Regions from separate parts of the Sus scrofa genome. Here all the other regions are linked to region 1. A link is a contact called in public HiChIP or PLAC-seq data. All regions are on one chromosome and are shown on one strand. The core of a region is the stretch at or near the end of the contact, and the rest is flanking DNA. Distances in the headings are between cores, read along the strand shown.

Region 1 (7,567 bases), core at 3,349-5,848:
TGCGCCCTCAGAAATGGGGTTCTTCATGCATAACCAACAGTTCCCCACGTGTCATGAGGCACCCAAAAAGAGGTGTGGTCTTATTCCTGGCTGCCCTCCCTCACCCTTGCTGACCCAGGGCAGTGCTGCTGCCATACCCATTTCTCAGATGACACACTTGAGGCCCAGAGCAGAGCCTGAATATCACCTCTCTGTTCGCTGGACACGTGGGCCATCGTTGACTCTCCAAGGGAGGGATGGTAATTGAGCGCTGGAGGAGTTCTGTAGGCACCTGTGTCTGCCTGCTTGGGTATGGGGGCTGCTGGGTGAGGCCACCTGAACCCCCTGAGCCCCTGGCAGCTGCCCCAGGAAGGAGTGTGCTCCATTGCTGCCACTCCAGTGTTGCCGTGGAGATGACACAGCCCCAATAATGGGTCCTGCTGCCCCTCCCTGTACCTTGGGGGGGGCAAGGTCAAGTGAGAGGACAGGGCATAAGTGGGGGTCAGCTCCTTCTGGCCCTAGGGGTGGGGGCTGTGGATATCAGCCCTTTCCCTGTCTCAGAAACCCAGCAGGGTGTATCCCCAGCCCCCACTGAGGCAAGCCTTGGGGTTTCCATGAGCATGCAGGGGTCTCAGCGTGCGCAAGATCTGGCGTTTCACAGACACCTGATGTCTGTCCTGAGCATGAATACAAATTCTTGGTGGTTCCTCCAGGTGTTCCCTGGGTCTGTTCCACAGCCTGCATGCCTGCGGTTTGTGGGGGGGTCACCAGGATGGCCCATGTGCTGCCTGGCCTTTGCACCCCTGGGACGGGGGTCTGGGCAAGAGCAGAAGAATGGCAGCTTCCACATTCCTGGGCCATGAGTCACAGGGAGCTCTGCCTAGCCCCCACCCACATCCCCCTCCACCTAGGAGCAGGAGGGAAACTGAGGCCAGGGTGCAGGCAGCTGAATCTCCTGTATTCACAGCGGCAGCCACCTGGGGCCTCCTGGGGATCTCAGATGTTCCCGCCTACTGGCGCAGGTGGGAAATGGTATGGTGGGGCCATTAAACTTCCTCCTGGCTTCTGGCCTTCTGTAGCTCTCCTCCTCCCTAGGAGGCCCTGGCTACTGCTGACATAGCATGTGCCCACCCCAGGGGCATGAGTCATGCCACCAGCCACGGGTACATATGATTGTGAGTCCAGGTCCCCCAAGTCATGCACACCCAGCCCTGTCCCCAGCTGATCCCACATCCCAGTTATGCACAAGCTTTGGGGGACCTCGAACAACCCCCTGTGTTCCTGCACATTAAGCATGAGCATGCAAACATGTTTCCAGGTCTGCGCAGGCACACACCTCCACACCGCTTTGCACATAGACACGTGTGAGTGCCATGCACACACTTTCACACCCGGGTGCACATGCTCTATGCCCCACTTTCATGTCCACACAAGCACGGTCCCCAGAGTCCTTGTTTCTCTGTACCCACGAGTCCCCTGCCCACGGGCCTACATGTGCACCACACCTGGCAATGTGCACACACATCCAGTCCCGGCTTCCTCTTCCCTGGCTCTGGGCCCCCGGGGATCTGGGCCAGGCGGGAGGGCTGGAGTCTCTGCCAGGACAGCCCCACTTCCGCGCCCCCGCGGGCGGCCGCCAGGTGCACCGTCCGGGAGGCGGGGAGGGGGCGGTAATTACGCGGCCCCGGGTTCCCCCCCGCAAGCGCCTTTCATCCCGGCCACGCCCGACCTGGGCCCAGACGCTCATTACCGTCTCCCGCCCGGTCATTAGCCGGGGTCGGGGGAGGACCCGGCGTCCCGCGGGCCGGACCCGACGGGGAGGACAGAGAAGGCGTTGCAGGAGCAGGGCTGCCCCCGCCCCCCGTCTCCATGGCAACGCCGGCGCGGGAGGGCGGGGTACCTAGTCCAGGTCTTCTGCGGACGCCTGGGGAGGGGCTTGTGGGTTTGCAGACCCCGACCTCCAGCCTAATCTCGGTCCCGCCGGGCAGGCGGCGAGCACCGCGCCACCCGGCGGTAAAAAGCAGCCTCGCCCCCGCCTGCAGCTATTTTGAGCCCCCTCCTTCCCGGCTGCCCCCAGCGCTCCGGCGGCGCGGGGGCGGGCTTGGGGGCGTGACGGGAATCTTCTCCCTTGCCGGTGCCTGCGGCCTCTGGCTGGAGCCGGGCAGGGTCGGGGGGAACAGGGGCGGGAGGGAGGGAGGCGGAACCGGGAGCCTCCACCCAGGGTGACAGCGAGGCCTCAGCGCCCCCTTGTGTCCGCGGGGAGAGCGTGGAGCGGCGGCCAAGGCGGAGAAGGTTGTCTCACCCTCCTGAAAGTAAACTTATGGCCCCTCACACCCCCACAAACACGGTCTCGGTTACACATCGAGTCATAGGGACACGCAGACGCCGGTAACCACAGAAAACACAGATACAGTAACACACCTGAGACACAAGCACACAGTTACCACATAATGCCCAGAGTAGGCGCATCTGGGGATAGGTGCACCTGGGGACAGGTATCCACAGGTGTAGGTCCACATCATGATGGGAACTCAGGATAATCATGGATACACATGGAGCCCGGTACCCAGTAACAGACTCGTAGTAAGTAAACGTTGTGTGGTGAAATGAATGAATGAATGAATGAACCAAGCACCTTACAAAACCAGGAGAATGCTGACTTGTGGGCAAGAGCGCGGGGAGGGCAGTGAGTGGTGGAGTAATGGGGGCTCCCATGACTGCAGGGACCCCCCTGGGCTGGGGTCAGGAGCTGCCAACCTGACTTTGCTGGAGGAGTAGATCAGAAATGGAGGGGAAGTTACTCCTGGGCTGGGCATACCCGGCCCCAGGCCCTCCCATGGCTGCCGGCAGCAGGAGGGGGAGCTAACTGTTGATTCTGCTCCCTTTAATAACCATCCTGCGTGTGTGGCTGACGCAGCAGCAGGCTGCTGCTGACGGAGAGTTGTATGGGGGGAGCTGTGGCATGGGGGAGGAGGTGCAGAGACAAGGCTGCCATGAGTCATGAGCTGCTGCCTGGGGAAGGGGATCCTGAGCCAAGGAGGTGTCCCAACGATCCTGTTACAGGAGTCAGCGTCCATGCTCAGGTCCCTACTGCATCAGCTAGATCCAGAGCCAGACTCTGTCACTATGGTGTGACAGAGTCTGGCTCCTGGAGTGGGACTGGAACTTTTCTGGGGCAGGCAGCAAAGCAAAGCATGGGTCTCTGCTCTAAAATCCCCCTGTTTTTATGCAGAGGGTCTGCCCTTTTAAGACTTTCTAGGGATATAGCTTGGGCCTCTGGTCTGGGCAGGCAGGGGTCTACACTAGCATTTTGTTGTTGTTAATTTTATGCCTGCACCAGCAGCAGATGGAATTTCCTCAGCCAGGGATTGAATACCTGCCACAGCTGCAACAGTGCCAGATCCTTAACCCACTGCACCAGGCAGGAGATGAAACCCTCGCCTCAGCAGGCAACTCGCTACCCTTAAGCAGCTGTGCAAGCTTTTTCCACCCCATGGAGGGTTCTGCGACACAGAAGGTAGTGTAACCAAGGCCTGGGCAGGGTGAAAGTGGTGGCCGTGAGAGGGGCTCCCATAAAGAGGGCATGGGGATCCAGAGGAGCAGCCCTGGGGGTAAAGATCCCTGCAAACCTGGTTCTCCTGTTGCAGAGGCCTCCGGATTCGGACTTTCATACAGGAAAAAGATTCAGGGGGAGGAGCCAAGGGAGTGCAGAATAGTGTTGGGGGGGGTGCTGGAGCACGTGATTAAGGGGAGGCGGGGGCTGAGCTGAATGTTGAGGTCCAGTGGGACTCAGGGCTGCGCCCAATTGTGGGTTTGAGAGGCCAGGACAAGGTCAGCCAGCCATCTAGTGCTGGGATGCACAAAAGGGTCTGGCCAGCTGACTGGGGGTGTGGGCGTTGCACTAGACGGAGTGAAGTCAGGATGCAAGTTGGGATTTGTAGGCAAACTGGGTTGGGTGAAATTGGGGTACCCCAAAGTTGTAAAGTAGGAAGAATGGGATCATGACGAATATTTTTGGGAGGGCTTTGGGGCCAGTCACGTTAAGCGGGACATTCAGGAGCATTGGGTTCTGGGCACTCTGGGGTGTCGGTTACACGTTGGCAAATATATAAGAACTGATGTCAGGATTCATCAGTTGGGGTGTCTGAGAGCTGATCCTCAGGTGCGTATGGGGATCTGGCTGAGGTCCTATGTGGGCGATTATTGGAGCACTGCAAAGGACGGGGTTGCAGCGGCCAGGGAGCTTTCCCAGGAGGAAGCAGCAGCCTGAACCCCTTTTGTTCCCCGCCGCAGGCCAGGGACTGGCACGCGGAAGTGGGTCAGCTCCGCCCAGCAGCGCGCTGGCCCCGCCCCCCGTCATGGTCTGGAGACTGCAGACCATGCGCATCCCCGCCAGGCACTTTGACCCCCGCCAGCACGCGGGAGGGGGCGGGGTCGGCACAGGCCCAGCCCCCCAACTCATAAATGTGAGGCACAGCCACGCCCTCAGGGGCCCTGGATTGGCCGACTCGGGGAGGGGGGGATGGGGGCGGGCTTAGGGGGGGCGGGTCCCAGCGGCAGCGTACAAAAGGCCGTACCCGGAAACTGCCCCCCCTCATTCGCGCGTTAGAAGGCTCAGGCCGTTGTGCTGTGCTGTCTTCCCGCCTGCGCCAGGGACCTGCCCAACTCAGTGGTGAGGGCCCTGGCGGTACCGGCTCCGCGGGCCCGGGGCGGCGGGCGGCCAAGGCGGGCCGGCCAAGGCGGGGCGGTGGCAGCACGCCCCTGGGCGGGGGGCGGTACCGGGGCGGGTCCGGGGTGGAGTCCGCTCCGCCGGCGGAGAGGGGTTGCGGAGACCGGGCCGTGCCGCGGCCGGAGGACGTCCTCCGCGGGCTAGAGCGCCGCGAGCGGGTCACCGCCGTAAAATGGCGGCCGCGAGAGCGAGGCTGCGCCCAGCGAAATGGCGGGAGCCCCGGGTACCCGGATGGAGTGGCGCAAGCCGCAGGCGGGGCGCATGCGCGGGGGCGGGGCCGGGGCTACTCCCCTCTTTCCTGTTGGAGTTGTGTGAGGGCGGCACATCATGGGTGCCGCCCACTCTCCGATCCCCAGGTTTGGGCCCAAACTTGCAAGGGGTTGCAAGGCTGCGGGTCGTCTTCAGGCCTGGTTTTGGAGTCATTCAGCGCAGGCCCCTTTCCTGTAAAGGGTCGCTTTAAGTCAGCACCTCCCCACATCCCGCTCCTTTTTAACATCATAGCACCCTACAGTAGACCAAGCACTTTGCCGCCCCTGTATAATAGAGAGGGTTAGAAGTTAGCTCCCTCCCCACCCCCCGACATGTTAGCAAAAGACAGAAGCCAGTGTGCACTCAGCCGGTGGCAGTGGAGATTGATGCCTTCCTTCATTGTCCAGCCCTAAACGTCCTGAGAGGGTGTCAGCGTAGCTGGAGTTTTGGGGTCCCAAATCCAGGCAGCACTGAAGAGTGCTTGCTGCAGAACCGCGGTCTGGCCCTAGCCTTCCGGGAGCCCCCAATTTCGGGAGTGGAGTTGGCCCAAGCACAGAAAAGGGGCAAGGGGGAGTGATAAAGGAATCAAGGGCTTGTTTGAATTAAGCCCTAGGTATGAGCTTGGGATGGTTAAAGGGCACAAAAGCAATTTTCCAATGTTTGTCCCAGGAGCGTGTGTTATTTGTCTAAAGTAAAAAACGGCGAGGGGGTGATTCTCCCGGCCCCTGCAGGACCTCTGAGGATTTCAGTGGTGTTTGCCACAGGTGACCATGGCATCAGACGAGGGCAAACTTTTCGTTGGAGGGCTGAGCTTTGACACCAATGAGCAGTCGCTGGAGCAGGTCTTCTCAAAATATGGGCAGATCTCAGAAGGTGAGGCTGGTTCCAGATTGGCTGGCAGCTGAGCAAGGCCGCTCACAGGGAGAGCTGGGTACTGACCTCAGACCTCTCCCTTGCACAGTGGTAGTAGTGAAGGACAGGGAGACCCAGCGATCGAGGGGCTTTGGGTTTGTCACCTTTGAGAACATTGATGACGCCAAGGACGCTATGATGGCCATGAACGGGAAGGTGAGAGGCGGCTGTCCTGGGGTCTAGAAGGTCCGGGCTGCAACCTGAGTGCAGGAGGTGCGGGGGCTAACCATATCGACTTCTGGTCTCCAGTCTGTGGATGGGCGGCAGATCCGGGTTGACCAGGCCGGGAAGTCATCTGATAACCGATCCCGTGGGTACCGAGGTGGCTCCTCGGGGGGCCGGGGCTTCTTCCGTGGGGGCCGAGGCCGGGGCCGTGGGTTCTCCAGAGGTGAGTGCCACTTGCAGGGAAGAGGTGGGGGCACTGCTTCAAGAGCTGACACTCACTTCTTGTCTCTGTATAGGAGGAGGGGATCGAGGCTATGGTGGTAGCCGGTTCGAGTCCAGGAGTGGGGGCTATGGCGGCTCCAGGGACTACTACAGCAGGTGAGGGTGGTGGGCCCATCTAGGGGCCAAGGGTGTCTGCCTGGATGCTGGCATGTGGGCTGCTCTAAGTAGCCTAAGGTACCGTCCAGCGCCCACCCATGTCCTTCCTACAGCCGGAGTCAGGGTGGCAGCTATGGTGACCGGAGCTCAGGCGGGTCCTACAGAGACAGCTACGACAGTTACGGTAAGTGGCGCTCTGAGGGCCTGCAGTGGGAGCACAGTGAGCCTTAGTGCCCTTTGTGGGCAGCGCTCAGACCTGCTCACTGCTTGCCCACAAGGTCCAAGACTGCCCTCCTGGGTCTTGGTGCCAGCAGCCATTTCTACCACAAACATAATCGTGAAACTAGATTGACCAAGAAGGAAAGGGAGAGCGAGGGCCCACGGAGCAGGCAGCATAAGTGCATGTGGGCCTGCCGTCGCCCGCCACCCTCGGCCGTGGGGGGGTTGGTTGCCCCCGAGGCCGCAGGGCTGAGCCCCCAGGTCTGGGCCCGGGCGTGGAATGCTGCGTCCTGTCGCGTGCTTCAGTGCCTTTACACTGTGCCTGCTTCTTCTTCTCAGCTACACACAACGAGTAAAAATCCTGCTCAAGATCGTCCTTCCAATGGCTGTATATTTAAAGATTTTGGGAGCTCCGCTGAATCGTTAATGTGTAGTGAATCCACCTCCTTGTACCCACTTTTGTAGTCTTATCAGTTCCTATCTTGTCAAACACAGCCTGACTGCTTCTGACCCCAGATGGCCTCATTATTACACTTTTCTTTTTAAAGAAGTGCCATCTGTTTTTGAGGATTTTGAACATGTTTTGCAAAGCACTTCAGGTTTTACTTTTTATCGTGAGCCATGAGCTTTTTAGAAAAATCATTGAGGGTTGCGAGAGTTTGAGTTTGGGTTGTGTTGCCTTTTTTCTCTTTTTCGTGGGGTCGGCCCCAAGTAGTTAGGGGCCCCGAGTCACTTGTCTTTTGAGTCTGAACGGACTCTGAATCCGCTCTTTGTCGGAAGCTGAGCACACTGTGGCTTTTTTTCAGCTCCGTGTAATGTTCCTGAGCGTAGCATGGTATGGTAGGACCGGGTGGCGGCAGAGGTGCCCGGCTGCCTGGCCCCACCGCCCCTCTGTACTGTATCATCCACGGTAGACTTGCAGACGTCCCAAGAGTT
Region 2 (7,567 bases), core at 1,270-3,769, 230 kb before region 1:
GCTGAGCAGTGACCGGTCCCTGTGCTCAGAAGGACAGGGGTCGGACTTCCCATCATGGCTCCGTGGTTAAGGAACCCGACTAGTATCCACAAGAACTCAGGTTCAATCCCTGGCCTCGCTCAGTGAGTTAAAGATCTGGTGTGGCCATGAGCTATGGTGTAGGTCACAGATGCTCCTCAGAGCTGGCATGGCTGTGACTGGTGCAGGCCGGCAGCTACAGCTCTGATTCAACCCCTAGCCTGGGAAACTCCATGTGCCTCAGTGCAGCCATCAAAAGACAAAAAAAAAAAAAAAGATGGGGGTCAAGCCCTGAGTTGGTGGTTAGAAGGCCACCTGGGTCCACTGCAGGCAACAACGCAGTGTGCCCATTCTCAAATGGGGTTCCAGAGAGTTCCTGGGGTACAGGATTCAAAGAAATATGGTTTTGGAGTTCCCGTCGTGGCGCAGTGGTTAACGAATCCGACTAGGAACCATGAGGTTGCGGGTTCGGTCCCTGCCCTTGCTCAGTGGGTTAATGATCTGGCATTGCCGTGGGCTGTGGTGTAGGTTGCAGACGTGGCTCGGATCCAGTGTTGCTGTGGCTCTGGCGTAGGCCGGTGGCTGTAGCTCTGATTAGACCCCTGGCCTGGGAACCTCCATATGCCGCGGGAGCAGCTCAAGAAAAGGCAAAAAGACAAAACAAACAAAAAACAAAGAAATACGGTTTAGGGAAAACAGTATCTGAAAAATGTAAACTAGCATTCAAGGTATTTCATTTTTCTTATTCACACTTTAAAAACAAAAAACAATGTTTGAGGAAGTGGGGAGGGAGCATCAGCGGTTCTGGGGGTGGAAAACATGAACTGTTTTCCCCAATCCATCTTTGGGATTAGGTGGTCCTTGCCTCGGTTTTCCCTTTTGACATCTGCTGAAGGTTTGGACACTCAGCTCTTCCCAATTTACAAAAGTCTTTCAGTTTCACATGCCTCCCCCCACCCCGTGGGATAAAACAAAATCCTGATGCCCCTGTCCAGTTCCCTGCTCCATGGTGTGCCTCAGGGCCTTTGCATACACCTCTGACCCTCTTTCTCTTCAGGTTATTACTTCCTGCTTGAAGGACACCTGCTCTGGGAAGCCCCTCCTCCAGACCTCCAGACCAGGTAAGTCCCCCGTGATGTCCCTCCCTTCTTGCTGTGCCCCCTGGGTTCGGAATGGCGGCTGGAGCCTGCCATCTGGCGGCCGGAACTGGAGTTGCGGGCCCCCAGGCTCTGGGCGCCGTTTCTCCTCCAGGAAGCTCTTCCCTCTCTCCACCATCCTCTCCCTGTTAGGGCGGCGGGGTTGGGGGGCGAGGACCCCTGTCCCCTCTGGACGCTGTTGAACGCACCCCACACCCAGTCTCCCCAATGTTGTGGGTTCGCCGCCCAGGACAGCCTTGACTTTATTTTTCGTCTTTTGTCTTTTCAGGGCCGCACCCGCATATGGAAGTTCCCAGGCTAGGGGACAAATCGGAGCTGTAGCCGCCGGCCTATGCCACAGCCACAGCCACAGCCACAGCCACATCAGATCCGAGCCGCGTCTGCGACCACCGCAATGCCGGATCCTTAACCCACTGAGCGAGGCCAGGGATCGAACCTGCAAACTCATGCTTCCTAGTCGGTTTCCTTTCCGCGGATTCGTTTGGGGCTGCACCACGACAGGAACTCCTCCCTTTTTTAAATGTTAAGATATAGATCAACAGTCATTTGCTACAAAGAAACTTACTCATTTTAAAACAAAACAGAAATTAAAACTGAGGTAGCTCCAGCGTCTGAGTAATGACGCAATCAGGCATTAGTTTAAATCAGCTATTGCTGCTGCAATCAGTTTTCTCAACTTATCAAATATTATTACGCCTGTTTTATTGATTTCTGATATATTCCAATTAAAAACATTTTTCCTCAACCTTATAAGTTGCGCTTCTAATTTTCCTATAATAGCCAGAGAAAGCAAAAAATAAATAAAAAACCTGCAACTTGCGTTGTGGAATGGAATTCAGGAAAAATATGACAGCAAGCATCTCAGGAAATTCCAAGGGAACAATAATTCCACCTTTTAAAATGCACTGGTTTTAGACGTGGCCGGCGGCTGGCAGCTATAACACGAGGTAAGTGCTCCTCAGACAGAGCTCCCAATTTGCTCGACCTGCACCAAATTGCTTAAATAAAAATGCAGGAGTTCCCATGCGGAAACGAATTCGACTGGGAACCATGAGGTTGCGGGTTCCATCCCTGGCCTCGCTCTGTGGGTTAAGGATCCGGCGTTGCCATGATCCGGCCTTGCCATGAGCTGTGGTGTAGATCGCAGACACGGCTCGGATCTGGCGTTGCTGTGGCTGTGGTGTAGCCGGCGGCTACAGCTCCGATTAGAACCCTAGCCTGGGACCCTCCATATGCCGGAGGTGCGGCCCTCAACAGCCAAAAGCCAAAAAAAAAAAAAAAAAAAAAATGCAGATTTTGTGGCCCACGAAAAAGAAGGGTGGGTCCAGGGGTAGGCGGAAGGTGGATTGATGAATATGCATCTAATTAGCATGCATCGAGGACTAACTCTCTGGGTTATGTAAGGTGCGTCGTGTGTTTTATGTGCAACGTCTCATTTGAGGCTGTGTGTACTCAGTACTTACATAATAATCGTAAAAAAATTCGAGAAGTTGAGTACTTGACCAACCCAGAAATGGCCAAGCCAGACCTCTAGGCTCTGCAGCTCCTAACTGCTCTTAAGAAATCTTCCAAAATCTCTAACCAGGCGGTGCACCTCTTAATTCTCCGCGGAGCGGAGTTCACAAGTTCACAGGCTAGTTCACAAGGTAGCCCCCTCCCTGACGCATGTGCGCAGGCGCGGGGCGGCCAGCCGGAGCCGGGCAACGTGGGCACCGCTCTAGCCCGCACGGCGTGGTCGCCAGCATCTCGCTAGTGATGACGCCCGTCCGGGGCGGTGAAGAGGGAAGATGGCGGCGCCCATGGAGGTGGCCGTGTGTACGGACTCAGCGGCCCAGCTGTGGAGCTGCGTCGTGTGGGAGCTGCACTCGGGCGCCAACCTGCTCACGTACCGCGGCGGCCAGGCCGGGCCTCGCGGACTGGCTCTGCTCAATGGCGAGTATCTGCTGGCGGCGCAGCTGGGCAAGAACTACATCAGCGCCTGGGAGCTGCAGAGAAAGGTGCGGTTGCGGGCGCTCCGGCGCAGGAGCCTGGGGTCGAGGGAAGGAGCGGTGGGGTCCGCTCGGACCACGAGCCGGGTTGGGGGTAGGGAGTCTCAGTTAGGGAGCTCTGCGCACGCGCAGGTGTGGGGGCTCTTTTTGGATGTGGGAGGTGCGCGCCCAGGGTGGGTTGGCGCGGTTAGCGCGCTGCGCACGCGCGGAGCTGAGGTCTGTGTCTCCCGGGCTTGGGGGGGCGGGCCTCTGGACCACCAGCTTCGCGCAGGCGGGCAAAGAGGGCTGGGGGTGGGTCCCTTAGGTGCCCTATGCCGGAGCTGGCGCGTTGGGCGGGAATTTTAATTGAAGGGAGTTTGCAGGGGGTCCCGTGGGTATCTTGGGCTTTCAAGGTGAAGGTCCGAGGCCTGGGGAAGCCAGCTGAAAGATAGCCCGGGAGATTCATGTGTTTATTTACCCCCCAACACCATAAAAGACGCTACCTTTTGCCACCAGGGCCCATGGTTTCTCACAAAAACAACCATATGCAGCCCCTGAAGCTGCTTGCCACCTCTTTTTGCCAGCCGACATCCCTTAGGGGCAAGCTCTATGTTCTGACTCTGCTTGGTGTGGTCCATGCACAAACAGAAGTTCTGTTTTAGAGATTTGGAAACTGAGGCTCAAGGCGGGATTGGGGCAAAAGCCCTCCTGGACCCTCTGTGCTTTGCCTATCCCCACACTCACAGGGCCCTCCTGCCCCAAGCCCACACAGGCACTGTCCTGCTTCTGAGTGAACCACAGGCCTCTACCTCTGCCCTGCAAAGCCTCACCTGGAGCAGATTCCCCCTTGCTGAACTGTGAACTAGCTCAAGCTACCTCTTTCCCTGCTCCTCCTTCTAGTCCTCCTGGACTTAGCAGCTGCCCTGGGCACCTGCCCCACTTGCCTCACCCCTGGCTACCTCATTCCATATGGCACTCAGAGGCCTCTTCTGCCTCTAGGACCAGCTTCAGCAGAAGATCATGTGCCCTGGGCCTGTGACCTGTCTCACCACATCGCCCAATGGCCTGTACGTGCTGGCAGGGATCGCAGAGAGCATATACCTGTGGGAGGTAAGCAGAAGAGTACAGAACTAGGGTAGGGGGAAGGTCAGCCTGCAGGTGGACCATGGGGTCAGACCACTGACCGGTTGTCACCAACAGTCTGTTATGTTTGGGGGAAAACTCACCTCACTTCCTGAAGGATCTGAAACCACAGGACACAGCCTGCAGCCACATCTGCCTTTCCCACCTTCAGCCACAGCTGCAGAACATCCTTCTTGCTGCCCCCCCACCCCCGCTCCACAGAAGTAGGCAAAGAGAACTGAGGCTCTGTGGACTGCAAGAGGATACGAAGCTTTGTTATTTAACCCCAGAGCTCTTATACCTTAGGGAGTGACTCTGAAACTAGGAAGCGGTTCTTCAGGCATAGGGAGAGAAACAGAGGCAAGGGGGCACTCTTCACAGGTAGAAAGCCTCCCCTGCCTGCTGTCCGACTGGTGCCGGCGTGTGGGCAGAAACCAGCAGCCCATCTACTGTCAGTAACTGTCATCGGTGGTTTGGCTATCCTTGATGGGGGACAGTCTGTGGTCTGCATCCTTGGTTGGGGTCGCTCTCTTAGAGAATTCCTGGGCAGCATGAGTGGTGACCACAAGGGGGCGCCCCATAGCCAACCAGAGGTCCTTTTCCCCTTATCTCTTCAGGGTGAGCAGGTATGTGTCTGTGTCCAGGTTTTCTTCTTATAAAGACAGAGTTCACCTCACCCCAGCATGACCTCACCTGAGTTGCTTACATCCCCCAAGACAATATTCAAGCGAGGCTGGGATGTCAACACATGTGTCTGGGACATCTTCCCCCCAGCACCACCATGGCCCTTCCCCAGTGTCTCTGCCACCAGGTGCCTCCTCCCCTGGACACTGAGCTTCCCCTCCCCCAGGGTTCACAGCACAAGACACCCTCATCCCTCCTGCCAGCTTGAAAGATGGTGACTTGCCACTGTGACCAATTTGTCGTTGTAGGGAGCTGCCTGCATGTCCTGGGTGTAGCCCATCCTGGAGGGACCCACTCCCTCAGCAGCCTCCCCCTCAGCCTTGTCACTCCCACCCATACCTTCCAGGGGCCTGTGTCACACCACCCCTAGCATCATCTGAATAGGGGACAGGTATGGGCAGGACTGGAGGGGGCACAGCCCAGCCTGCCTCTCCGTTCACTTCAGACACTGCAGGCCTCAAGCCACCAGCCTAAACCCTGGTGCTGCCAGTGTGGGCCGGGCCCTCCCCATGGGCTCCCCTGACCCAGGTGCCCCTCCCATCCCAGGTCTCCACAGGGAATCTCCTGGTCATCCTGAGCCGCCACTACCAGGATGTGTCATGCCTTCAGTTCACAGGGGATAGCAGCCACTTCCTCTCAGGGGGCAAGGACTGCCTGGTGCTGGCCTGGAGCCTCTGCAGGTAGAGTCTCGGCCCTGGCGGGCACCTCATCCCACAATAACATCTGGCTGGGCAAGGCCTTAACCAGAAGAGCAGGGCGCCTGCTCCATAGAAAGGCCATGCCAAGGCCCTGTGGTGGGATGGGGGTCAGGTGGCTGGTGTGAGGAGGACTGGGGCCGTGGGCAGCCTCCCATGAGGAGGGGCCTGGCTGCTGCCCACAGGCAGGGTAGGAGCATGGGGGTGGAGGCCTCCTTCTCCACTGAGGTCTGGCTCCCCCACCCCGACCCCAAGCGTGCTGCAGGCAGACCCCTCCAGGACCCCCGCCCCCCGGCACGTCTGGTCTCGCCACACCCTCCCCATCACAGACCTGCACTGCGGCTTTGGGGGGCCCCTTGCCCGGGTGGCCACTGCCTCACTGGACCAGACAGTGAAGGTAGGACATCTGTGTGCGCGTGCACACACAAACACACACACACAGGCCTGCCCCAGTGTGAGCCCAGCCCAGTGGCTGGCGGGTTGCTGGCCCGCGTGAGCCAGAACACCGCCTCCTCCCTGAGGCTTGCGGCTCCAGACAGCTCTTAATCCCCCTGATGCTTCCATTCTCAAGGACGTCCAGAGGGTGGACAGTCCAGGCCTAAGTTGGCGTGGAAATTCCCACTTGGCTGCCACACATGGCGGCTCCTGGCCAAGTTTTAGGGGAGTCGAGGGCATCCTGGCCCTCAGGTCTTTGTCCCTGGGTGGAGGGGTCCAGGGCTGAGTAGGCGGTGATGGGGGTGGGGGTAAGGTGCTGACTGTGGCTGAAGCAGGCATTGGCGAGGGGTCCCAGGATGAGAACCGGGTCCCGAAACTCTCATGGCCCCAGCTCCTGTCTAAGGTTTCCTGTGGGGCCTGTGGTCTCCTCCTGGGCCACCAGCCCTCAGACGGGTGCCTGCCCGCCCCCAGCTGTGGGAGGTCTCCTCGGGCGAGCTGCTCCTGTCTGTGCTCTTCGACGTGGGCATCATGGCTGTGACCATGGACCTGGCTGAGCATCACATGTTCTGCGGTGGCAGCGACGGCTCCATCTTTCAGGTCGACCTCTGTACCTGGGTGAGTGGCCGTGGGCGGTGGGGGGCTCGGGCTGAGGCAGTGCCATGGCCTCTGCTCACCGGCCCTCCTGGCCTCCGCAGCCTGGGCAGCGAGAGAAGAGCTTCCAGCCGGAGCAGGACAGCGGGAAGGTGTTCAGAGGGCACAGGTGCGGGGATGGGGTTGATGGGACCGGGGTGGAGGGGGGTGTCCCGTGGCCTGGGGTCATTGTGCTGACCTCCCGCAGGCCTGTGCATTCCCAGGACCCAGGTGACCTGCCTGTTGGCATCCTCCATCTGTCAATAGGAACCAGGTGACCTGCTTGTCGGTGTCCACGGACGGCAGTGTGCTGCTCTCGGGCTCCCACGATGAGACCGTGCGACTCTGGGACGTGCAGAGCCAGCAGTGCCTCAGGACCGTGACCCTCAAAGGTGGGCGGGCAGCCCCCGAGGGGTCCTGAGTCCATGTGGCCCTACCTGATGGTCTGCACCATAGCTGGGGCTGGGAGGGAGGACCCACCACAGCTGGGGTAGGGGTGTCAAGGGGAACACCAGGGCCCCAGGGAGGTGGTGTTGAGGCGCCAGGGGCTGGAGGCCTGGGTCCAGGCTGGGTTGAGGTGGGTGGGTCCCGATTGCCGCCTGCCCACCTCAGGCCCGGTGACCAATGCCACCATCATGCTGGCGCCCGTCAGCATGCTGAGCTCCGACTTCAGGCCCAGCCTGCCCCTCCCCCACTTCAACAAGCACCTGCTGGGTGCCGAGCATGGGGATGAGCTGCACCACGGGGGCCTCACGCTGCGCCTGGGCCTCCACCAGCAGGTACGTCTCTTCCCCTCCACCCCGCCCCCACAGGTACTCCCACCCTTGTGCCCCCTGGGGGGACCTGGCCTGGCTCAGAC
Region 3 (7,567 bases), core at 2,675-5,174, 150 kb after region 1:
AAACCTGGACTGTGGTTGGACAGGACACTCCACAGACTGGGCAGTTAGCATGGGTAGAGTGGGTGTCAGGACCCCACCAGCCAATGTTCACAGGGTCCGAGGGGCAGCTCAAGTCCAAATGAGGCTGGATCCCAGAGATGCAGAAGGAACTCCAGGGCAAGGGAGGTGAAGCGGGACAAGTTCCCACCTGCCAAGTCCCCTCTGCCACACGAAGTGACATGTCCCCAGAGCAGGACCTCTTTGGGGGCCATTCTGTCATAGAAAGCACAATCAGAATTTTAGAACAAGGAGTTCCCCTCATGGCACAACAGAAACAATCCAACTAGTATTCATGAGGATATAGGTTCAATTCCTGGCCTTGCTCAGTGGGTCCGGGAATCCTGCATTGGTGTGAGCTGTGTTGGTTGCAGACGCAACTTGGATCCCACATTGCTGTGGCTGTGGTGTAGGCCAGCAATTGTAGCTCTGATTTGACCCCTAGCCTGAGACTTCCATATGCCACCAGTGTAGCCCTAAAAAGAAAAAAGAAAAGATTTTAGAACAAAACTGATTCGTCCAAGATGCCTTGGATGGCTTCAGTGTGCCAGACTTAGGATGATGTAATGAACAAAGAAAGCCAGAAAGTCCCACCCCTGAGCTCGCTGCAGGCAGGAAAGTTGAGCTCAGCTCTTAGAGCCAGCTAAAGTGGACCTTCCCAGCCAACATCCTCCTCTTGTCCACTCCAGTCCTCATCATGTGTCATTGTTGCATAAGAGTTAGCTCCTTACATTAGCAAGATTAATTCCCTGCAGAATTCCAGGTCTTGGCCAAAGGGCACTATGCAATCAGTGAAGGGATTTAGAGCCTGCTGAGAGCTCCCAGGACCAATTTTGCCCCAGTGAACTTGGGCAAGCCTGTGCCATGCCACACCCTGAAGGGCACTTCCTGCAGCCCCAAACAAAATGCTTGTGCTTCCCTAGGTCAGGGAAAGACACCCCCTCATTTGCTGGAGTTTAGTTGGCTCTCCTTACCCCTGCCAGGATTGTGGAAATGTCTGAGGAAAGCTCAGATTTCTTGTTCCCTCCAGGCCAGCCCCACTCCCCACAAGGCCATTCGGCTGAGCCAAATCCCACCCAATGAACTGGGCAGGATGGGCAGGAGGGGACTGGAGGCTTGGTTGCCACCTGCCTGACAGAGTATTGAGGCACAGTGGAGTCATGTTGGGGGCAGGGGAGGGCATTGTCCTTTCCCTTGTTTTTTTTGTTTGTTTGGTTTTTGTCTTTTTGTCTCTTTGCTGTTTCTTTGGGCCCCTCCCGCGGCATATGGAGGTTCCCAGGCTAGGGGTCTAATTGGAGCTGTAGCCACTGGAGCCACTGGCCTACTCCAGAGCCACAGCAACGCGGGATCCAAGCTGCGTCTACAACCTACACCACAGCTCACGGCAACGCCGGATCATTAACCCACTGAGCAAGGGCAGGGACTGAACCCACAACCTCATGGTTCCTAGTCGGATTCTTTCACTACTGTGCCACAACGGGAACTCCTCCTTTCCCTTGTTTTAGCAGCTCATTCCTCCCTCAGGGCCTTTGCACATTCACTCCTTCCAGATGGAACCCACCAAGCAGAGCTGGTTGCATCCTCAATCCACTGTCAACCATACATGCTTGGATTTACCTCTGCCAAACATTTCACTCTGTTCTGTATGTCACATCTTTCTGTTCTTGTCTCTAGTAATGCTTTCTCTTGCATTGAGTATTTTCTATTGCAGCATTTTAATTGTTTTAAGGATTTTTTTTCATTGTTTAGAGTTTCTTAGGAGTTACCTAAGAAGTTTACCGCATACATCTGTTTGGTGGTTGTTTATTGTGCACGATATGAGATTTGCCATTTTTAACCATTTGTTGTTTGTTTGTTTAGGGCCGCTCCTGAGGCATATGGAGGTTCCCAGGCTAGGGGTCTAATCAGAGCTACAGCTGCCAGCCTACGAGCCACAGCAAATCTACTTTCTGTCTCTCTGGATCTGACTCCTCCAGGAACCTCTTGGTAGTAGAATCAGACAGTATCTGTCCTGTGTCTGGCTTCACTCACTGATGTTCTCAAGGTCCATCAACATTATGTGTCAAAATTTCCTTCCTTTTTTTTTTTTTTTGTCTTTTCTAGGGCCACACCTATGACACATTGAGGTTCCCAGGCTAGGGGTCTAATCGGAGCTGTAGCCACCGGCCTACACCAGAGCCACAGCAACGTGGGATCCCAGCCGCGTCTTCGACCTACACCATAGCTCACAGCAATGCTGGATCCTTAACCCACTGAGCAAGGCCAGGAATCAAACCCACAACCTCATGGTTCCTAGTTGGATTCGCCAACCACTGAGTCATGACGGGAACTCCCAAAATTTCCTTCCTGTTTAAGGCTGAGTTATATTCCAATGCAGAGGTGGACCACATTGTGTTTATCCATCAACCATGGATGGACACTAGGGTTGTTTCCAATCTTTTGGCTACTGTGAATCACGCTCCTGTGAACATAGGTGTGCAAATGTGTTCTAATCCCTGCTTTCAGTTGTTTGTAGCATTGCCTGGCCACATTCCACCACAAACACCTTAATGTACCAGATTCACTTTCTGATGGAGTACACCTATATAGTTCTAATCCGTTGTCCCATTCTTGCTATTATCCTTAAACATATTACATCTCTGTGTCACAACCCTAGCACTGCAATGTTACAGTTGCTACTTTTAAAATTTTGTCTGTTAAAGGCTGGCTGGTCCCTATCAGGAATGCCTTTTCTGACCATCTGTGTGAAGCCCGTGTCCACCGCCTCCAGACTTTCCTCTTGTCTCAGATATCTGTATAACCTTGTTCCTTATGTGGCAGCTTCGCCCACTGGGATGTGAGCTTCCTAGGGAAGGGACAGCCCTGAACCCCCCAGCCAGCGCCTACTGCAAACATTATTTGTTTTTTTTTTTTTTAGGGCCTCGCCGCACTCGCAGCATATGGAGGTTCTCAGACTAGGGGTCGAACTGGAGCAGTAGCTGCTCGCCTATACCACAGCCACAGTAACGCTGGATCCGAACCGCTTCAGAGATCTACACCATAGCTTGCGACGTCAGATCCTTTAACCTACTACGCGAGGCCAGAGATCGAATCATCATCCTCATGGTTATTAGTCGGGTTCTTAACTCGCTGAGCTACAACAGGAACTCCGCCCACTCTTCCTAGGTGGGGTTCGCTATGGAAATTACAGAGCACGAATATGAGTCTCCGAAAGGGACCGCGATGTAACCCATGTTTCCCAGTTGAGGAAAGAATCCCCAAACACTAGGCTACCGGCCCCATGCTGGGGATCTGAGCACCCAAGAAAGGCGGGGGCTTCTTTATTCCTCTCAGCCAGCACTCTGGCCTCCGGACAACAGAGGACGCCCGTCCTCGGCGGGAAAGCGGAAGTGCGTTCGCGCGCACGGCCGGGGGCGGGGCACGTGAAAGGCCGCGCGATAACTACGCAGGCGTAGCGGGAGTGTTCCTTTCCGAAGAGCCGACGGGATGGTGAGTGTTTGTGCTTGGTGTGTTTGTGCCGGATCCATCCGGTGCCATCCGAACTCTGGCCGCCTCGCGGGGGTCAGGATCGGGCTGCGCGGCTGCGGTAGCCTCCAACAGGCCTCCGGAACCGCCAGATATGGGGGCGCGGGGCAGGCCTGGTGGGGGTTGGGACGACCCGGGGCGGGGAAGGCCTGTGTCGGCCCGCATGTCTTAGGCGAGCCCCTGTAGCCCCGGGCCGTGCTTGCCGCCCTGCCTGGAACCGGCCCGAGAAGATCTGTTCCTGTCGGCTTTCGTACTCCAGAGCTTCGCGCGATTCTCGGCGGGAATTGCGGGCCCCGTGACCCCGCTGCATGGGTGGGAGGTGGGTGTCGGGGTCTTGCTTAGCCCCTTCCCGGGCTCGCGCAGGCGGAAGTAGAGCAGAAGAAGAAGCGGACCTTCCGCAAGTTCACCTACCGCGGCGTGGACCTCGACCAGCTGCTGGACATGTCTTAGTAAGTGGTGGCAGGAGGGGACCCGAGAACTGGGGTTGCAACTTAATCTGCAGCCGAGGTTGTAGACCCTGTGTAAACGAGTGGGCGGGGCTGCGTGCTGATAAAAGTTTATTTGGGGGCGTGGAGTGTGGAATCTAGTAAGAGTTCTGCTTGTTCTCTTTGGATATCGGCATCCGCTTGGACATGTAAAGGCTGTCTTAGGAGTTGCCCTTGTGGCTCGGCGGGTTAAGGACCTGACATTGTCTCTGCGAGGTTGCGGGCTTAATCCCTGGCCTTGCTCAGTGGCTTAAAGAGCCGGTGTGGCTGCAGTGTAAGGCCTGCAGCTAAGTTCCTTAACTCGGGAACTTCCATATGCCACAGGTGTAGCAGTTTAAAAAAAAAAAAAGGTTATTGTCTTTTGTTAGCGAACTTTACAGGCTGGAAGCTTAGCCAGGGTGGTTGCGTTATTCAGGCCCCCAGATGGGAAGGGAGGCTTAATGGTAGCCAGGGACAGTTTTTTCTCCTGGAGATACACCCGTGGGCCTGACTGGGAGGGGCCCACTTCTTGGAGGGCACAGCACAGGGCCCTGTTACTTGCAGTGCTCCTGGGTTCTTGAGGCCTTAAGCACAGCAATTTGCTTGCAAAGTTCCAGTCGTTTGGCCTCCTCATCTGATCCACCCCCCTTCCTGCCTCGGATTTCCTTGTTTGACATAGCAAAGTAGAGGTCCTTGAGCTGGAGGGCTTCATCCAGAGCCTTTGGCCTGGGTACTTGGTTCGTGAGCGGGTCAGGTGCATCGCTTTGGGGGCACTGCAGGAAACAGACCTATTAGTGGGTGGACCACGGGGACTGAGCCTCCAGTGCTCTGCCCCCAGCGAGCAGCTGATGCAGCTGTACAGCGCACGGCAGCGGCGGCGGCTGAACCGAGGTCTGAGGAGGAAGCAGCACTCGCTGCTCAAGCGCCTGCGCAAGGCCAAGAAGGAGGCGCCACCCATGGAGAAGCCAGAGGTAGTGAAGACGCACCTGCGAGACATGATCATCCTGCCCGAGATGGTGGGCAGCATGGTAGGTGTCTACAATGGCAAGACCTTCAACCAGGTGGAGATCAAGGTACGTGTGGCCTGTGCTGCCCTGGGGCAGGCCTGGGTGGGTGGGGGCTGGCCACCCACACCTGCCTGACCACCCTGCTCCCTTCTCTCACAGCCTGAGATGATTGGACACTACCTAGGCGAATTCTCCATCACGTACAAGCCTGTGAAGCATGGCCGGCCTGGTATCGGGGCCACGCACTCCTCCCGCTTCATCCCCCTCAAGTAGTAGCCTGCTGGCCAATAAAGGCAGCCTTCTCTAGTCCTGAGTCTGACTGGTCCTTTTCCATGTGTTGTGTCCAGTCAGTCCCTCAGGGAAGAGGGGTGGGCAGTGGACCAGGGCTAGGCAGTGTGTGCCCCTGGGATTTCTGCTGTAGATGCAATGCCAGCCTAATTCTGGCAGGCTGAAGCTAGGGAAGGAGTGAGTGGGGCGCTACATGTGACTCTGGCCCTGTAGCAAGTTCAGAGATGTCCAGGGGCCTGTGCTCTTCTCTGGCCTGTAGTTGCTTGGCAGCTCGTGGGTGCTCTTTGGCCCATTCAGAGGCAGCTGCTGCCTAAGCCGCCATCCCCCTCTGCAGTCTCTCTTCCCAGGTTCCCACAGTGGATCAACAGGAACAGTGACCTTCCCACCCCCCGACCACACACCTTCTCAGCATTCCTCAGTGCTTTGGACACTCACCATGTTCCTCCCCTGTTCTCTGTGCTCCTGATCAGCTTTCCCAAACCATGGGGCCCCAGCCTTGGATTGAGCCTTCCTGGGGTATCCTGTGTGTGGAGTTGGCCCCCATGGGGTTTGATTCAGAGAGGTCTTTACCCTGTTCCTAAGGTGGCCCTGATGGTTTCTTTCATGATGGGCAAGACCTGCAGACCAAGGAGGAAAGGATGTTCATGCTTCCGCCCAGGAATGGGGGCAGTGGCTGTCTAGGCAGCATGAGATCCTGTAGCTCACTGAGCTGGTGGAAGTCAGCATCAGCCATCAGTCAAGGTGGTAGAGCAGAGGGGTGGCCAGAGTCCAGAGAGAAACAGGCAGAAGGCAGAGGAGAAAGGAGACTTGTCCTCTCCCATAGTGGCTGTTGCTTAGGGTTCCTTTTTTCTGGAATTTATCTCAGTTTTAACATGATTTACACATACTGAGTTACCTCTTTTTAGGGCTGCCTCTGCAGCATACGGAAGTTCCCAGGCTAGGGATTGAATCAGAGCTCCAGCCTACAGCACAGGCACACCAGATCCAAGTCACATTTGTGAATTACACCACAGCCCATGGCAACACAAGATCCTCAACCCACTGAGCAAGGCCAGGGGTTGAACCCTCATCCTCATGGATCCTAGTCAGATTCATAATCTGCTGAGCCATAACAGCAACTCCCATACTGATTTATCTTGATTTGGAGTTAAGCTGTTGAGAAGGGAGCATGTGTCACTGTTAACATCTGTTGAGTGTTGGTAACTGTTGGAGGACAGGTTGCAGGATCCAGTTCAGCACAAGAACCCAGGTGCTGTGGTCTAGTCTGTGATTCTCTGAAAGCTCTTTACAACCCCAAAGAGCAGCCCAGAAGGAACGGGCAGAAATCAAAATGCTGCTAGATCTCCCTCTTCTAAAAGTCCCCGTGCAAAGAGCCAGGGCCTTGCAGAAAGCCTGGGTTCCAGTGGGCCTGGGAAAAAACAGTGCACTTAGCAGTGGAGAAGGATGAACTGGGGGGGTGGGGGGTCAGCGTTCAGCTCACCAGACAGCACAGGTGACCTCACAGGTGAGGTTAGAACAATAAAGGGACAATAAAACTTGGAGGCAAATCCCTGAAACTGACTGGGCTTCAGTTTGTGTCAGTTGAGATCATTAGCTCTGTGTTTAAAGGCCTTTGTCAGCTGCCACCTGGAAAGGTCTCTGGGCAACATGGCCAGATGGTCTTCACTCAGAACATAAACTGATTGCAGGGCCCAGGATTCCCAACTTGGGAAGGAAGGAGTAGGTGAGGGTTCACTGTAGGCTCCATTGTCTCTTGGAATTTACATAATTAAAAAAATACAATTGCCGAAATATTTTTCAGGTCACATTGGCAGAGGGGAGAGGGATGGCCCGAGCAAATCCACCCCTTGTAGGAAGGTGGCTGTATGAATGCACAGAGCTGGAAGTGGCTACCCGCCTTCCCTACCAGGAGCCAAATGCAAGTGCCAGGGATGTGAGTTCCTCTATCTTCCAGGGTGGGGAGGCCCTGGTGGGAATGGGAATAGGTGCCCAGGTGAGTCTCACTTGGGGGTCTGCAGACATTGCTCTCTGTAAAGTTTTATTGGCTCACAGCCATGCCACACCAGGGGGATCCTGCAGAGCCACATCTGTGGCATACGAAGTTTCCTGGCTGGGGTTCTAGTCCTAGGCCACAGCAACACTGGGTCCTTAATTCACTGAGCAAGGCCAGGGATCAAACATCCTCATGTATACTAGTTGGGTTCTGTTTTTTTTGGGGGGGGGGGATCTTTTTGTGCTTTTAGGGCT
Region 4 (7,567 bases), core at 3,556-6,055, 140 kb before region 1:
CAGCAAGCTCCCAGAACCAACTTCAGCCACAAGGGGGGCAGACATCAGAAGCAAGAGAGGCTAGGGAGTTCCCTTTGTGGCTCAGTGGTTAATGAACCCGACTAGCACCCAGGAGGATGCAGGTTTGATCCCTGGCCTCGCTCAGCAGGTTAAGGAGACAGCTTGCCATTAGCTGTGGTGTAGGTTGCAAATGTGGCTTGAATCCCATGTTGCTGTGGCGTAGGCCAGCAGCTGCAGCTCTGACTCACCCCCAACCTGGGAACTTCCATATGCTGCAGGTGCAGGCCAGAAAAGCAAAAAAAAAGAAGAAGAAAAAGAAAATATGTAGTAAGGTAACAGCCAAAAACATCCCAAACATGGGAAAGGAATCACTCAAATCCAGAAAGCACAGTAAGTATCATATAAAATAAACCCAGAGTTCCCATTGTGGCTCAGCAGAAATGAACCTGACTAGTATCCATGAGGATGCGGGTTCGATCCCTGGCCTCACTCAGTGGGCTAAGAATCTGGTGTTGCTGGGAGTTCCCGTCGTGGCACAGTGGATAACAAATCCGACTAGGAACCATGAGGTTGCAGGTTCGATCCCTGGCCTTGCTCAGTGGGTTAAGGATCCAGCATTGCTGTGAGCTGTGGTGTAGCTAGCCTGGGAACCTCCATATGCTGCGGGAGCGGCCCTAGAAAAGGCAAAAAGACAAAAAAAAAAAAAAAAAAAGAATCTGGTGTTGCTGTGAGCTGTGGTGCAGGCTGCAGATGTAGCTTGGATCCCATGTTGCTGTGGTTGTGGCGTAGGCAGGCAGCTGCAGCTCTGATTTGACCCCTAGCCTGGGAACTTCCACACTGCAGGTGTGGCTCTAAAAAAGCAAATAAATAAATAGCATAAACAAACCCAAGGAGGAACACACTAAGACACATATTTATCAAACTGACCAAAATTAAAGACAAAGAGAAAATACTGATAGCAGCTAGGGCAAAGATACAAACAACACACGAGGGAACCCTGATAAGGTTATGGGCAGATTTTTCAGCAGAAACTCTATAGGCCCCAAGGGAATGGCACAATATACTTAAAGCAATGAAAGGAAAAAATCTCCAACCAAGATAACTCTACCCAGCAAGGCTCTCATTCAGATTTGAAGAAGCTTTATAGACAAGCAAAACCTAAAAGAATTCAGCACCACTAAACCAGTTTTACAAAAAATACTAAAGAAACTTCTTAGAGTTCCCGTCGTGGCACAGTGGTTAATGAATCCGACTAGGAACCATGAGGTTGCAGCTTGTGAGTTCGATCCCTGGCCTTGCTCAGTGGGTTAAGGATCCGGCATTGCCGTGAGCTGTGGTGTAGGTCGCAGACGAGGCTCGGATCCCACCTTGCTGTGGTTCTGGTGTAGGCCGGCGGCTACAGCTCCTATTAGACCCTTAGCCTGGGAACCTCCATATGCCATGAGAAGCAGCCCTAGGAAAGGGGGAAAAAAAAAAAGAAACTTCTCTAGGTGGAAAAGAAAAGGCCGCAACCAGAAACAAAAATATCACAAATGACAAGGCTCACCGGTAATGGCATACATACAGTAAGGGTAGGAAATTATCCACACACAAATATGCTTCCAAAATCAGAAACTGTGGGAAGAGGAGGGTACAAATGCAAGATATTGGAGATGCACTTGCAATTATGGGTCCAACAACTTAAAACAATCTTTTATACATAGACTCTTATATCAAAATTTCATGGTAACTGCAAACCAAAATTCTACAATAGATACTTATAAGAAAAAGGAGTCCAAACACAACACTAAAGATAGTCATCAGAGCTCCTGTCGTGGCTCAGTGGTTAACGAATATGACAAGGAACCATGAGGTTACGGGTTCGATCCCTGGCCTTGCTTAGTGGGTTAAGGATCCGGCATTGCTGTGAGCTGTGGTGTAGGTTGCAGACGCGGCTCGGATCCCCCGTTGCTGTGGCTCTGGTGGAGAAGGTGGCTATAGCTCTTATTAGACCCCTAGCCTGGGAACCTCCATATGCCGTGGGAACAGCCCAAAAAAATGGCAAAAAGACAAAAAAAAAAAAAAAAAAAAAAGAGTTATCAAGCCACAAGAGAAGGTAAGAAAAAAGACAAAAAACCCAAGCCCAAAACAGTTAATAAAATGGCAATAAGAACACATATATCGGAGTTCCCGTCGAGGCTCAGAGGTTAACGAACCTGACTAGTATCCTTGAGGACACAGGTTTGATCCCTAGCCTTGTTCAGTAGGTTAAGGATCTGGCATTGCCGTGAGCTGTGGTGTAGATCACAAGATTCAGCTCAGACCCTGCACTGCTGTGGCTGTGGCATAGCTCTCACTCAACCCCTAGCCTGGGACTCTCCATAAACCGCGGGCGGGGCCCTAAAAAAGCAAAAAGAAATAATGTCATTTGCAGTAACATGGATGGACCCAGAGATTATCATATTAAGTAACCTAAATGAAGTAACACAAATACTACATGGTATCACTTATATGTGGAAGATAAGACATAACACAAATGAGCTGTGAAACAGAAAGACACATAGAAAACAGATTTGTGGTTGCCAACGGGGAGGGGACTGAGGGATTTTGGGATTAGCAAGCACAAACTCTTTTTTTTTCTTTCATGGATCCTAGTCGGGTTCATTAACCACTGAGCCACAAAGAGAACTCTCAGATGCAAACTCTTATATGCATACGGTGGATATACAACAAGGTCCTACTGTACAGCACAGAAAACTATATTCAATATCCTATAATAAACCATAACGGAAAAGAATTTGAAAAAGAATAATTATGTGCATGTAACTGAATCGCTTTACGATACACCAGAAAAGAACATAACATTGTAAAACATAATTCAATAAAGTAAATCTTAAAAGTGCCCTCTGGGTCTGCTCAGCAGGCATTTTCTGCACTCTCCCTTGCCTGGAGGCACACCAGGGTGGGCCCCCAAGGTGCTTGTGACCCAGCATGGTCCCCTACCTTTGGGGTTGAGAGCCAGGCTGCCTCAGTGGAGGCACTACATACAGCAGAGAGGCAGAAGGATGAGGGGTACAGACTGCGTGTCAGGGCAGGTGGCTGCTGCTGCCCTGAGCAGGCCCTCACCTGGGAAGAAGACGAACATCTGGTCGGTGGGGTCGTCATTATGGGCCACCAGCACCGTGAGGTCTGTGCGACGCGGCCGCCCTTCACTGGGCTTGTCCCCAAACTGGGCCTTGAACTCCTCCAGCGTCTGGTCCAGCTCGTCCTGGGTCACCAGGTAGCCACGGTCGTGGCAAAGCTGCAGAGAAAAAGAATCAGGTGACCAAGGTGCAGAGAGAACAGCAAAGGCTCAGGGTGCTCAAGGCCACTGCAGGGAAGATGGGAGCAGGGCTGGGATGTGAGGAGGGCTGTTGATTCCAAGGCCAGGCCCTTGGGTCTGGGGCAGAAAAGGACAGCTGTCTGGGAGAGGTGCTGCTGGGCTGCCTGGGGCAGAAGGCTATTGGAAAACCAGGCCAAGGCCTGGGGGCCAGCAGATCTAGGTCCTGACTCAGAAACTGGGATTCTTTGAGTGGACAGACCGGATGACCACCCAGACAAAGAGAAAGCCACCCACTCTGCCGGAATCCCCTTTCTTCAGCCAAGTACCCCACAGCTGGACTCTCCCTCTTTTTTTTTTTTTCCTCCCTTTTTGCCATTTCTTGGGCCGCTCCCACGGCATATGGAGGTTCCCAGGCTAGGAGTCTAAACCGAGCTGTAGCCACCAGCCTACACCAGAGCCACAGCAACGCAGGATTCCAGCCAAGTCTGTGACCTACACCACAGCTCACTGCAACGCCGGATCCTTAACCCACTGAGCAAGGCCAGGGATCGAACCCGCAACCTCATGGTTCCTAGTTGGATTTGTTAACCACTGAGCCACAACAGGAACTCCCGGACTCTCCCTCTTGAGCGCTCACTCTTCTCACCCAGGGCCCGCGACACGGTCAGCCTGAAGCAACGCTGTTCCTACCCTGTCTTTGGGTAGCACTGCAAGGAGGTGGAGAATATGGGTGCCACTGCCCCAGCTTAGTCCAGGCAGGATCCCCGCCGTGGCGAGGGTGGGTGGTCTTAGTCAAGGCCCGAAGCCTCCGTGGGATCACAATCGCCCCCTCCCGTGGAGTAGCCTAAAGCACGTGGCACACAGAGAACGCTTAGCTAGGGAGCTGGCATGACTTGGAGCCTATCAGCCCGAGTAGCTCAAAGTTGGTGGCCAGGGCGCGCTGTCAGGGCAACCAGACAGCATTGAGACCAGCTAACCAGGGATCCTTCCATATCCACAATCCTGGAATACTGTATCAGGCCCTCAAAACAGTGCCATAACTTTCCGGAAAGAGGAACACGCGAGGCCAATTCCCTCCCTCCAGCTCCAGCGAAACCCTGACCCTCTCCCCGGCGTCTCTCGGACTCGCCACTCAGCAGTGGTCGGCGGGGCCCCTCTGTCCCCGGCCCAATACGGGCCCCACCTGGGCCAGAACCTTCCCCTGAGCCGCGCGGCCAGACATAGAAAAGCTCGTTCCCATCTTCGGGCCTCGCGCTGGCCGTCCGCGCGCCGGACAGCGTTCGCTTAGTACTAAGGGCAGCCCCCGCGCGTCTCACCTGCATGATGGTCTTACGGATCTTCCAGAGCCGGTATGTCTCCTCCTCGTCGTCCATGGCTGCCGCCCCCCTCGAACTTACAGCGCCTGCGCTCGGCAAGACCCGTGCCCACTGCGCCTGCGCCGCGCCGCTGTCAGGCCCCCTCCACCTCGCCCAACCCTTACAGGGCTGTAGTCAGCTAAAGCCTGAATGCAGCGACCTTTGGGAGGGGCAGAGCCAAGGGCAGCCCGAGCCTTACTAAAGCGGCGGTTGGCTGCGCGAAAAGAGGGCAAACACCACTCACCCGCTCCTCGGTAGATCTCGCGTGGTTTTGAATGCAAGGCCTCTCTGGAGGCGTAGTTTCTGCTCAACGCCCGCCTAGGGAGGACGTTTAGAATCCAGCGAGGCAGATTCTTAGCAACATGGATGGACGTAGAAACTATCATGCTAAGTGAAGTCAGCCATACAATGAGACACCAACATCAAATGCTTTCACTGACATGTGGAATCTGAAAAAAGGACAGACTGAACTTCTTTGCAGAACAGATGCTGACTCACAGACATTGAAAAACTTATGGTCTCCAGAGGAGACAGTTTAGGGGGTGGGGGGATGTAATTGGGCTGTGGGATGGAAATCCTGTGAAATCAGATTGTTATGATCATTATACAACTACAGATGTGATAAATTCATTTGAGTAATAAAAAAAAATTAAGGGGAAAAAAAAAATCCAGCGAGGCAGGAGTTCCAGCTGTGGGGCAGCGAACTAAGGATCCGTCGTTGTCCCTGCAGTGACTGGGGTCGCTCGCTGCGGAGGCGCGGGTTCGATCCCAGGCCCAGTGGGTTAAGGATCCAGCGTTGCCACAGCTGTAGCACAGATCACTCTTGCGGCTTGGATTCAGTCCCTGGCCTGGGAACTTTCATATGCTGAGGGGGTGCAGCAAAAAAAAAAAAAAAAATTCAGGTAGGCAGAAGCAAGGGGAGACTGAGGCCTTGACAGGGTCTTGGGTACGCTCGGTTCCCAGGATGTTCGTACTTACTAAGAGATGGTTCGTAGGTGTTTGTGTGATCAACTGCAGGGAGTTTTCTCAGTTGACTCAGGGCCATGTCCAACTTAATGCCCTAGATCCTCAGTTATCCACTTTGTACAGTGGAAATAATAAAGTGTCCCCGTCTTAGAGGATTAGCTGAGGACCTAAAGGGATTGTTAGCTTGGGAGGAGCTTGGCATAGCTCCCACTGCTTATGAAATGCACTCATCTCTGTTTTCCTAGTCCCCTGAGGCCCACCCCAGCCCCTGGATACCCCACAGCCCCCAAGATTGTGCATGTTTTTACAACCTCCACATCTGCCCACACACACACATACACCACCCCGGTTCATACAGGAGGTTTGCCCAGCCCAGTGCCCCTGTGTCAGTGGAGGCCATCAGTAACTTCTCACTCGGTAATACATTTATTCAATGATTCAATATTTATTTATTTATTTGTCTTTTGTCTTTTTTTTAGGGCTGCACCTGCAGCATATGGAGATTCCCAGGCTAGGGGTCTAATCAGAGCTGTAGCCACTGCCTACGCCAGAGCTACAGCAACACCAGAATCTGAGCCGTGTCTGCGACCCCCACCACAACTCCCGGCAATGCTGGATCCTCAACCCACTGAACAAGGCCAAGGATCAAACCCTCAACCTCATGGTTCCTAGTCGGATTTGTTTCTGCTGCACCACAATGGGAACTCCTAATGATTCAATATTTTATGAGCACCCACAGGGATGTGGAACAAAACAGGCAAGCATCTTTACATACCAGGGAGACACAGGACATAAAGTGAACATAGGAGTTCTCGTGTGGCCCAGTAGGTTAATGACCTGGTGTTGTCACTGAAGTAGCTTGGGTTATTGCTTTGGCATGGATTTGATCCCTAGCCCAGGAACTTCCATGTGCCATGGGCGGGCCAAAAAAAAAAAAAAAAAAAAAAAAAAAAAAAAAAAAAAAAAAAGTGAACACAAGTAAATGAAAAAAGGGGACAAGAGAGTGGGCTGAAGGAGAAGGTAGGTTTGAAGTCTCAAATGTGGTCAAGGAAGTTTCATGTAAAAGCCCAAAGCAGGAGAGGGAGGGAGCTGTGGGCATGTCTGGAGGAAGGTGTGTCAAGCAGAGGGTACAGTGTGTGCAAGGGCCCTGAGGCTGGACTTTGGCTGGTGTGTTGGCAGCAAGGATGCCTATGCCGGGGGACAGGGAGAAGAGGAAGTCAGAGGGTGACATGGGGCAGATCCTGGGAGGCCGTGTTTGTTGGGTTGAAAAGTTTGGGTTTGCAGCCATTTTCAGCATCTCAGCAGAGCAGATACAAGGAGACCAGGGAGGGGCAGGGGAGGGCAGGTCCAGGCAGCACTCACAGATCTGCAGATGGATGGGATGTGGAGATGAGAGACACAGAGGGGAACAGAGGAGGGAAAAAGGGACTGCGGTGGGGAGGCGTAGGTGTAAGCTTGGGGCTCCCATGGGCCCTAAGGAGAGAAACGGGTAGTTCAGTGGGACATGAGCCTGGAATTCAGTGTGAGCTTGGAGTGGAGACAAATGTGGGGGTTGTGGGCACATGGTGGATACTGGAGCTGGCAGCTGGATGACGTCACTTAGCAGGTCTGAGGCCGGGCCTGAGCTTTGCCTTCTGGGAGGAGGGGAGGAAACATAGAAGGAAGAGAGGTGCAGCAACCTGGGCTCCAGTCCTCGCTCTGGGACTTAGGTGCATTACTTAACTTCTCTGTGCCTTGATGCCCCCCCTTGCAGAACAGAGGCAAGAACAGCACCCACAGTTTAGGGTACCTGGCTGATGACTGCAGCGGTGACACTCCATAAATGCTCCGAAAATAGAATAGAGGTGAGAGGGAGCCAGGTGCCTGGGAGCCAGGTGAAGCAGCTGCCTGGAGGAGGAAGCAGGGAACCGCCATCAAAGCAGGCCTGAGCACTGGGCAAGGGTTG

What was found. HiChIP or PLAC-seq counts read pairs in DNA pulled down with a chosen protein or histone mark.
Region 2: a contact with region 1 is called in an H3K27ac HiChIP or PLAC-seq map of alveolar macrophages. The contact joins the promoter of WDR18 here to the promoter of CIRBP in region 1. A contact is called at or near these places in 1 of 5 promoter capture datasets (liver) and 2 of 2 datasets of contacts at active chromatin or transcription factors (alveolar macrophages and skeletal muscle).
Region 3: a contact with region 1 is called in an H3K27ac HiChIP or PLAC-seq map of alveolar macrophages. The contact joins the promoter of RPS15 here to the promoter of CIRBP in region 1. A contact is called at or near these places in 1 of 5 promoter capture datasets (fetal skeletal muscle), 1 of 47 Hi-C or Micro-C datasets (epiblast stem cells) and 1 of 2 datasets of contacts at active chromatin or transcription factors (alveolar macrophages).
Region 4: a contact with region 1 is called in an H3K27ac HiChIP or PLAC-seq map of alveolar macrophages. The contact joins the promoter of POLR2E here to the promoter of CIRBP in region 1. A contact is called at or near these places in 2 of 47 Hi-C or Micro-C datasets (embryonic fibroblasts and liver) and 1 of 2 datasets of contacts at active chromatin or transcription factors (alveolar macrophages).

The regions. Positions count from the first base shown.
Region 1 is chr2:77,191,328-77,198,894 of Sscrofa11.1, reverse strand. CIRBP (cold inducible RNA binding protein) reads left to right here and starts at 4,598. Exons shown (of 5, transcript NM_001246197.1): 1 at 4,598-4,651; 2 at 5,689-5,830; 3 at 5,919-6,025; 4 at 6,119-6,257; 5 at 6,331-7,567. The coding sequence starts at 5,728. The coding sequence ends at 6,416.
Region 2 is chr2:77,418,764-77,426,330 of Sscrofa11.1, reverse strand. It overlaps WDR18 (WD repeat-containing protein 18), which reads left to right and starts at 2,519. Exons shown (of 10, transcript XM_013994806.2): 1 at 2,519-3,172; 2 at 4,142-4,252; 3 at 5,495-5,628; 4 at 5,899-6,040; 5 at 6,550-6,693; 6 at 6,774-6,838; 7 at 6,976-7,100; 8 at 7,321-7,487. The coding sequence starts at 2,963.
Region 3 is chr2:77,041,106-77,048,672 of Sscrofa11.1, reverse strand. It overlaps RPS15 (ribosomal protein S15), which reads left to right and starts at 3,924. Exons shown (of 3, transcript NM_214334.1): 1 at 3,924-4,010; 2 at 4,864-5,098; 3 at 5,192-5,344. The coding sequence starts at 3,924. The coding sequence ends at 5,305.
Region 4 is chr2:77,327,993-77,335,559 of Sscrofa11.1, reverse strand. POLR2E (DNA-directed RNA polymerases I, II, and III subunit RPABC1) reads right to left here and starts at 4,805. Exons shown (of 7, transcript XM_003353962.4): 1 at 4,618-4,805; 2 at 3,106-3,280. The coding sequence starts at 4,674.